Regions from separate parts of the Pan troglodytes genome. Here region 1 is linked to region 2. A link is a contact called in public Hi-C data. All regions are on one chromosome and are shown on one strand. Each heading gives the region's core, a stretch centred on a gene start, on an enhancer-like site or on the middle of the called end of the contact. The rest is flanking DNA. Distances are from core to core; before and after follow the strand shown. Region 1 overlaps CADPS2 (calcium dependent secretion activator 2). Region 2 holds the start of FEZF1 (FEZ family zinc finger 1).

Region 1 (4,708 bases), core at 1,800-4,299, 210 kb after region 2:
GTCACTGTTATAAACATAAATTATAATAACTACATAATGCTGTAAAAGGAAAACGCACAGCTCATAAAATTAAATGTAACCATTTATTTGACATATAATGGAAATGGCATTAATTTAACAGATCTTCAATAGCTATTAACTTGTCTTAAAAAATTTGTTTTTTATGTTATTATCATTTGCATTCTGGACAATTGGCATTTTACTGCTTCATAAAGTATGAGTCTACCAAATAAACATATAGAAAAATATTATCTAAGAAATGCGTGTGTCAGGCTGAAGAGAGAGTACCTCGGCTAGGTGTACTAGAGATTTGCTAGCGGGTCTATGCTGCAGCTGTATTCTCCCTCAATATTTTGTAACCTGCTGAGTCATTACTACCTTCCTCACGATTGTGTGATTAACTCAAAGAAGTTTTTTTTTAAGGGTATGTAAATGAGACCTGCCAAATACCAGTCAAACTGGGAACACACATTTAACTGGGTTTTATGTGACAATTTATGATGTTATCCAATAAAATAAGTATCTATCACACAGCATGAGAGAAGCATTTTCTAATGAGTACTGTGAATTTTTTTCACCTGATTTTAAAGAGGAAAGCAGATTTTGTGTGTGTGTCTGAGGGCTTTTTAACATTAATTTCCACCAACCTACAGAATTTGGTTTTAAATATTTTGTTGTCATCTTTGTCAAATTCTTTTAGTTAAATCAGAAATGAATGGAAAAACAAAAGAACACAAATATCATCAGTTTTCATGGCCATGCTACATTCTCCAGTACTCTATTAGCAAATGGCCCTGGGTTGGGGGCGGGGGAGGGAATCCCCAATCAAAGTTAAATTTGATCCAAGAATTATTTGAATGGGGTTAAAAGAGGTATCCCATTGTACATGACATTTTCACAAGCACATATTTCCAAAGCTAATTTAAATATAACACTTTTTCTATTGAACTATTTCCAATGCATCACAATACTCAGGTAACTAGAGTGTTCTGGATTATTTTAAAATAACTGCCCAGATACTATTTAAAGTATTTGTTTTCATGAACACATCCAACTTAAAGCAAGGTATTAAGCAGTTGTTCCCTTTGAACAACAACAACAACAACAATTGCCTGCTTAACTTTAAAATCTTTTCTTCTTGCATGGGATTAGGTAACAAAGAAATTAGCAGCACTGAAACAAAGCTCAGATTTAACACACAAGAGTAAAGCCTTGAAGCATTTAGTTCTATCAGTCAGTATAAACATAGCAATAATCATAAAGTATTAATCCCTCTTTTGGGTTATTTCAAACGGAGAGCACTATTTGCTCCAAAGAAACACACAACTGATTGCTAGGAAACAAAGCACAAAGACAACTAAATATATTCCAGTTTCATTCATCTATGACTTAAAAAAAAAAATCCAGCTATCCTTAGGTCACACTGTATCATCAAATATCAGAGATATGAAGAAACTAAACTTTCAAATTTTTGATTATATATTTAATATATGATGTAGATGTGTAGAATATATTTTATGCTGTTTGGGAAAAAAGTCAAGAGAAAACATTTTTTTAAATGGTATTTGCCTAATTGATTTTTTTTTTAAAGGAAATGGCCAGTCCTTAAGCCAAAATAGTTACTACCAACAAGGCAAATAGTATATTTTAAAAACTTCTATATCTGTAGTTATATATAATCATTAGCGTATCTCAGTACCTACAACCTTTTTGGTGTAAACATGTCAACATGATTCTTAAAAGAGTCAACTATTAATAAGGTAGCTGGAAGATAACACCACAATTACTTCTAAAAGCTTTCATTTGCAAACAAAAATAGTCTTTATGAAATCCATCAGAATGTTCCGTGACAGCAGGAACAAAAACTTTTCTTTAGAAAGATTTCCTGATCATTAACATATGTATTTTAGTACCAATAAAATGGTTCTTGGCAATAGATTTATTGAGTAAAATGAAGTTTAGTAAAAATAAATTTCAAGCATTAACGCTGCAATGCTTATACGACAAAACTATTTTAAAATGCTTGTCTTTACATAGTACCCGGTTGAATGTGTGTGTGTGTTTTTTTAAGTAGATTCATATGTAATATTCTGATTTGTTTTCTTTTAAGCCAAAAACCTCAGAAGTAAGTTTAACCGTTAAGCCATTTTCCTTTAAATACTATATATTCTTGGCTAACATTTATAATCACAAAAGTCAATGACATTTTAAGAACTCATTTTCTGATTAAAAAATTGAGATTTAACTCATCTTCATATCACAATATGTTTGAACTATATCCCATACTATTCTAGTAATAGTAAAGACATAGCTAATATTCTCTATGCCAGATTTTATATAGAAAAGAGTAAAATGAAATAAAGAACTCGCTTACCCAAACACTTTAAAAGCATTTATCAAACCTTTCTAACTTGAAGATTGTTCAAAGAATACTTCAACACACACAAATTCTCCAAACACATTACTAAATATTGTAGTTTAGTTTCAATTAGAATGGTAGCACACAATTCTAATAGAAATGAGAATATGACAATTTATTTGCACTGAGTCCATGCTGTGAGAGTTCATGGTTTTACTTTATGATGAAAAATCATCACTAATGAATATTTGAAAAACATAATTGTATACAGAAGATGGGAATTATTTGGTGCCTGAAAAAAAGAACTATTAATTTTGGTGGATCACTTATGAGTCTAGCGCTTTATTCAAAGAAATGCAACAATCAATTTACATGTTGAATGATAAAGCCTTTTCTTCTACAAGCCTTCATTTTTCAAGGAACAATACAGAAAGAAAAAAAAAATCAATATATAGAGTAGTTTAGTCCTGGAAAGGGCTTTCATAAGAGAAACCTCAGTCAAGGTTGAAAGAGCAATTAATGCAGGCTCAAAAATCTGGGCCATTCGGATAGAGTTCGGTTAACATGTGGCAGAAGTAATCATCCACTTGTGAAAATGATTTTCGGTTCATTCTCAAACACCTTTCAGACACTCATGATCCCATTTAACTGACAACAATACAGGCTATCTGTGGGCACCATTGCATTTGAAGTGAAAACCAATAGGGACCAAATGCCCTCAGGCACTTTCAGTCATTCCCTACAAGTTCTCTGCTGCTTGCATAAAAGGAATCTTCCTTTCACTACATTCTTTCTTTTATTTGACCCCACAAGATTAAGACTTTTTTTTGGGGGGGGGGGTGAGGTGGGGGGGCTTGTTTCAACTAAGGATGAAAAAAGAAACTGATTCCAGACAACACTGGGACCTGGGCATTAAGAAACTTAGAAGTAAATACTTTCTGGTTGGTTATTATAGGCTTGAATTATTATGGGAAACAGTAAAAGAGAGGTGGGGATGCATGGAAAGGATCCTCATCAAACAAAATTACATAACATTTGTGGAGAAATTATGACTAGAGAAAAACCAATAACTCCTATTGTTGAGCAAGAACTTAAAATTTATGTGCTATATAAACAGGAGATTCCTAAAAGCAAATGCATAAAACATAGAGTTCTTCACTTATATTAGGTATCACATTTTATAGAATTGTCCCTCTTCCTTTTCCTGAGAAGTTCTACCTTCTGTTAGTTTCATCTCAGTTAAATCCAAGTTAAGCCTCAGCTCATATCAGCACTGTAACAGTTTAAAACAGTTTAAGACAGTATAAAACTATACTAAAAATTTGCTTGCTATAGCAAAATCTAGAAAATGAATGAAGGCAAACTGCCCAGATAAGAAGACCATAAAACCCCATTCCACCCTCAGATAAGACATCAAGAACTGCTGATGCAGTTCTAGCTGATCATTCTTTTTTTCTCTTTTTGCAAAATAATTCATTTTATTTTATTTATTTTTGAGACAGAGTCTCACACTGTTGCCCAGGCTGGAGTACAGTGGTGCGATCTTGGCTCACTGCAAACTCCACTTCCCAGATTCAAGAGATTCTTGTGCTTCAGCCTCTTGAGTAGCTGGGATGACAGAGGCATGTCACCATACCCAGCTAATTTTTGTACTTTGGTAGAGACGGGGTTTCACCATGTTGCTCAGGCTGGTCTGGAACTCCTGAGCTCAAGTGATCTGCCCACCTCAGCCTCCCAAAGTGCTGGGATTACAGGTGTGAGCCACTGCATCTGGCCCCTTTTTATTAAAAAAAATTTTTACTGATATGTATTTTACATGTTTATGGGATACATGTGACATTTTGATACATGCATAAAATGTGTAATGGTAAAATCGGGAAATTTGGGATCTCCATCACCTCAAACATGTATTTCTTTGTAGTGGGAACATTTCAAATCTTCTCTTCTAGCTATTTAAAAACATACAATAAATTATTATTAACTATAGTCACCCTATTGTGCTATTAAACACTAGAACTTATTCCTTCTATGTGACTATATGTTTGAACACATTAACCAACCTCTCTTCAGCCCCATCCTCCCCATCCCCCACCCCCAACACCCTTCCCAGCCTCTGGTAATTATCATTCTAACTTCTATCTCCACAGATCAACTTTTTTAGCTTTTACACGTGAGAACATGTGCCATCTGTCTTTCTATGCCTGGCTTATTTCACTTTATATAATAACCTCCAGTTTCACCCATGTGGCTGCAAATGACAGGATTTCATTCTTTTTTATAGCTACATAGTATTCCATTGTGTACATGTACCACATTTTCTTGATCCACTCATTTGTTGATAAACAGGTT
Region 2 (4,522 bases), core at 1,302-3,801:
TGGCCTGTTCAACATCTCTGACCCCCAGCCCCTTCACCAAGAGCAACAGTCTGCTTTCTCTTTGCTTTAGCTTGTGAGCTAAGGGAGGAGAGACGAAAGCATTATTATTATTCTGACATCACCCCCAACCCCAGCCCTGACATTCAAGCACATCTACACTTTTTCCTGTTTAATACATAGCACCAAAGGCAACACACTGTACTTCTAGAAGGAAAAACACATTTTTTAATTCCTCTGCGTTTTCTGCTTACAGTCTTTATCTCTGGCTGGTCTTTTGTTATTTCTTTTGGTGTGTGATGGAGGCAGGGTGACGGGATGGGACACAAATAGCAAAGGTCTATAAGGTTCAAGGAAAGAGTTTCTGAATACCTCAGATTACTTAATACACAACGGGAACTAACTTTCCAACACATTAGCAAACATATTGGCAACAAGTTCAAATTTAAGGCTACTAGTGTGCTTTTAGTTAGTTTGGTAGCAAATAAAGAATTTTTGCTAATTTCCTAAAGCAATGTGAAGGACAGTATCACAGGTTATAAATGTGGGAAGGGTTGATTAACTCACAGAGCCCTCCTCTCTTTGGGGGAAGAAGTGTGAGGGTGGATTATTTGTCTCTAGACCTTTGTTGTTACTATTTCTTTTATATTAGGATTTCATTTAAACCCAGTGAAATTATTTCTCTCAAAACAGCATTTACATAGCAAATCAGTTTGTGAAAGGAAATGAAGAGCCCAAATGTGAGAGCTGTTAATGAGGTGGCAGGCAATACAGACAGCGAGCACTTGGGCTCAGTTTGTTTCTGACCCTCCACTAATGCTGAGATTTTTCTCACCCATTCCCACAGGCCTGTGAGGTGTGTCCCTCCAGACTGAGAGGCTACGACTCAGGGCTGGACTTTATGGAAAAAAAGAAGTTTATAAAACAAGTAACCCAGTTTCTCCAACCTTTACTGTGGAGCAACAGCGTCAAGCAACAAAACCCAGCAAAGTTTTGCTTGTCACTTACAAGGGTGTTACTGAAATCTGGAAGGCGAACAATTAGAAGATAGCCCAAACATGCTCTATTGCTCTACACTGAAATACTTGCCTCCAATAATAGAAAAAAACTGTTTTCGTGCAATTGATTGATTAGCGTTTTGCAGCAGTCCCTGGACAATTTTAAAGACATTTTGTGTTTGTGGTCAAAATTAAAAACAAGCAGACACACACACAAAACAACCATATTCAAGACACAGTTCGACTGTTTCCTTGACACTACCCACGAAGTTTAAAGCATTTTTATGTTATTTTCAAACTTTCTTAAGTGATCCCATGAAATAAAAGTCGATAATAGAAATTAAAACAACACAGAGCAAAGAACGAGCTTAGTGAAATGGAGAAGCAGTAGAGGTAAATAAAAATCCTTGAGCTAGAAAGCTCTAAGAACCGCTTATAAATTCAGTTACCTCCTGAACTCCGGCCGATGGCCACTCCGGCCCGGGAGTGCCCCGCGCCGACCCGCTGGCCTTGGCCGTCTCAGCCTTCATTATCGCCACGGCCTTGGCGCCCCCTGCCCCCGGCTGCCCAGGGGAACCAAGTTCCCGCTGCTGGAGTTGGGGCAGAGGAGCCCCGCCTCATTCAGGATTCGGTGGCCAGCGCAGAGCCATTTGAATAGAAGAAGCCCGAAGTGAAACAGAAAAGCTGAAAACTCCGCGGCTGGGCTCTCCACTTCTCGGTTCTTGCTCACGAGTTCCAAACAGTTAGTTAAAGTGACGTTGGCAAGGCCGAGGGCCACCGAGCTCTGTGAGACTCCCTTGGAGGGGTCAGGAACCTTAGCTCGAGAAGCTTGGAGGCGGCTGGGAGTTAGGGCGCAACTTCAGTGACCGGGCTCCGCTGCCGGGCTGGGGCTCCCAAGCGTCCGGCTCCCGGGGTGGTCGACGCGGCGCTGCCTTCGATCAGGTCCTGCCGACCTCGGGCCTCTGGACCACCACCGCCCCAGCCGGTCTGGCAACCCATCCCGGGCGCAATCGCGCTCCTCCCCTTCTCCTCTGCATTCCCGCAGGTCCTGGGGCGGCTCCATCCCCCCAAGGCTGAGAGATGGCGAGGGAGGCTCCAAAGAGTTTCGGGAGGGGGCGCCGGATCTGGTTTAAGAGACCGCGGAACAGATGGTGGAGAGCTCCTGGATGAAAGTTTTTGAACAGGCACTCGCTAATAGACTTGCTTTGACGACTCAGGGTGTAATTGAAGGGTCATTTAATCTAGACGCAAGGTGAAAGAAAACAGGCCCGGGGGTGTGGCATACCTAAGGAGGAACTAGAGCATCTTTTCACTAGGTTTGCCTGTCATTTTGACTTTCCTGGAAAATACGTTAAGTCAAATTTTAAGAATGTCTGAGAAGCATCTCTGACTATCTCTTCCAAAAACCTTTCGTGTATTTTTTTAGCCGACCTCCTTCCTCCGAGAATCCTCCCTTTGAAGCCGTTTGGCCTGTGCTTAAGAGTAGTTGGGGTCTCCTTATGATCCCAGAGCAAAGAGAATTTTCTAACTAGATTCTCCTGTTTAAGACCTTAACAGAAAGGCCTTTCTACCTTCCCTTCTTTGGCTTTACTCTCCAATTTGTTCTTTCATTCCCGAGTTCTCCCAGTGAAGCCCTGCACCTCCTCTAAAAGAGAATATTTCATGGCTGTCCAAAGAGGGCCATACCCCGTGGCCACCTCTCGCGGGCCTCCATAGCCTCTGTAAAAGAGGAAGCACTCAGCCACTGGCCGGCCCCCTTTTGTTGATGGAAGTGGGTGCTGTTCTGTTTCCTCCCTTCCCGCCCTTAGGCCTCTCCCAGACCAGATTCTGCACGCCTTGTGCATGTTTCAAGAGTTGAGCTCTAAGATCCAATCCCAAGAAGAGGCTTGATCCATCATTAAGAAATCTTACTACCTTGTAAAATATTATTGCCTTCTCACTTTAAATTAATTTGGAAGGTTTTTTTTTTTTTTTCCCTCTTCCCACTGTCTCCTCTTACTTCAAGTTCAGTTAATTCTCTGAATTCACGAACAGTGGGGCTGCCCTCATAGTTTCTCAGCAGTCCCACACAGAGGAAAAGGCTCCTGGAAACAACGCGAAGCTTTAAGCGCCCCGCGCGGGTGTTGACGCTGGCAGCTCGCAAACAGCGTCCCGCGGCCACGGTGACCCGAGGGGCCGGCCGGCTGACGTCACGAACGCGGCCAGCTGCGGGGACCCGGGCTGCAACCGCGGCCTCTGGCCCCTGCCGGCTCGTTGGGTCGAGGGTGGGAAGGGAAGTTGAGGTCTGGGGTAAAAAGCCGGAAAAAGAAAGGAACAAGGCTGAGAATCATTCAAAGATTAAATGGGGTCGGCTCCTGTTGCTTGCGAAGACGGATGAGGAGGGGGAGAGTTGAGGGGGTTGGGGGGGACCCTCTTTTATCTAACCTTGTGATTCACAGCTTCTCAGAAATTTACATAATACAAGGGTGTAGATGTAAACCTTAAGGACAAAAATAATAATTCAACAGCACATATTTCATTTTCGCACCATGGGCCTGGATATGTTCCCGGTGTTGGCACAATAGCTCATTTCCAGAGCTTTTTACTCACGGCAGAGAATATCTGAACTCTCATACCACTGTTGAAATGAGAGGAAAGGAAGGAGAAAAAAGGGAGAGAAAGAGAAATTGGCTTTAATAATGTTGATTTAGATCTCTGAATAATGGTGAAGGATTTTTTTTAAAAAACTTAAGAGCATATGTTGTGTACAAAAGGTGCAGGCATAGTAATAATTGGGGTCCTTCACTCTCCAAAGTATCTATTTCCTTTTTATTTGATTGGCATGAGCTTTTCATTTTTAAAGCAAAGTCATTGCCCTTTAATAGGAAATTCCAATTTATTATTTCCTTAAATAAGTGAAGGCCACAATGTCTACTGAAAGACCCTGCTGTCAACTCAACTCCTACTTGCCAACTCAAAAAGAGGACTGAGAAGTAAAATACAGCAGCAGCAAAATACATGTGATTGCTGTAGTTGCTTTTTGAATCCCCCAACCCCTCCTTCCCACATTTGAACTCTTCTAGATGCCACCAGTAATTCAAATTTTGGAGCTCTATTTGCAGTCCCCCCTTCCCCCGCTCCCCCGACCTCCCCTTGGGACACAGGGCAAAAGGAAAGTCAGGGGCAGGGATGGTAGGATCCCAGCATCCCCTTATTTTAGTTAAGAGGGGCAGAGGCTCAGGTGCCCTTTGGTCTTTCTCGCTGTGCCTCCTCCAAGTGAGCCTGACTCCCATAGTCACTTGGAAAGGTAAATGGCACCACAGTGGGTGCGCAATTGAGCCCTTCACTCTTATTGTTTCAGTGTGGGAGTAGTGGTGGCTGGAAGTCAGAAATGGGAAAGAGGTTTCTTCTCCCTTCTTTGCCTTCTGAATTTTAGTTTTTTGGGGCTCCCTTTTCTCTGCAAAATACACGCCCAAAGTTGGCCATATTCTCTAACATTTCATCTAATCCATCAGTAGTTTGCAGTTATTTTAAAGAAATTTATAAAG

What was found. Hi-C and Micro-C count contacts between places; a contact is called where the count stands out from the background.
Region 1: a contact with region 2 is called in a Hi-C map of induced pluripotent stem cells, with 2.1 times the contacts expected there. The contact joins the enhancer-like site here to the promoter of FEZF1 in region 2. A contact is called at or near these places in 3 of 7 Hi-C or Micro-C datasets (induced pluripotent stem cells and stem cell-derived neural progenitor cells), 1 of 1 datasets of contacts at active chromatin or transcription factors (stem cell-derived excitatory neurons) and 1 of 1 other capture datasets (stem cell-derived neural stem cells).

What each region holds. Positions count from the first base shown.
Region 1 is chr6:137,928,297-137,933,004 of NHGRI_mPanTro3-v2.0_pri, forward strand. The region is part of intron 8 of CADPS2 (calcium dependent secretion activator 2); the gene reads right to left. Among named protein-coding and RNA genes, the nearest start is that of RNF133, 180 kb to the right of the region's middle. Within about 2 kb of position 3,050, at least 1 of the 24 cell types and tissues checked has an H3K27ac peak or open chromatin away from gene starts, as enhancers often do. A contact at or near this core is called in induced pluripotent stem cells, where this site is marked.
Region 2 is chr6:137,718,402-137,722,923 of NHGRI_mPanTro3-v2.0_pri, forward strand. It overlaps FEZF1 (FEZ family zinc finger 1), which reads right to left and starts at 2,552. Exons shown (of 6, transcript XM_063815555.1): 1 at 1,445-2,552.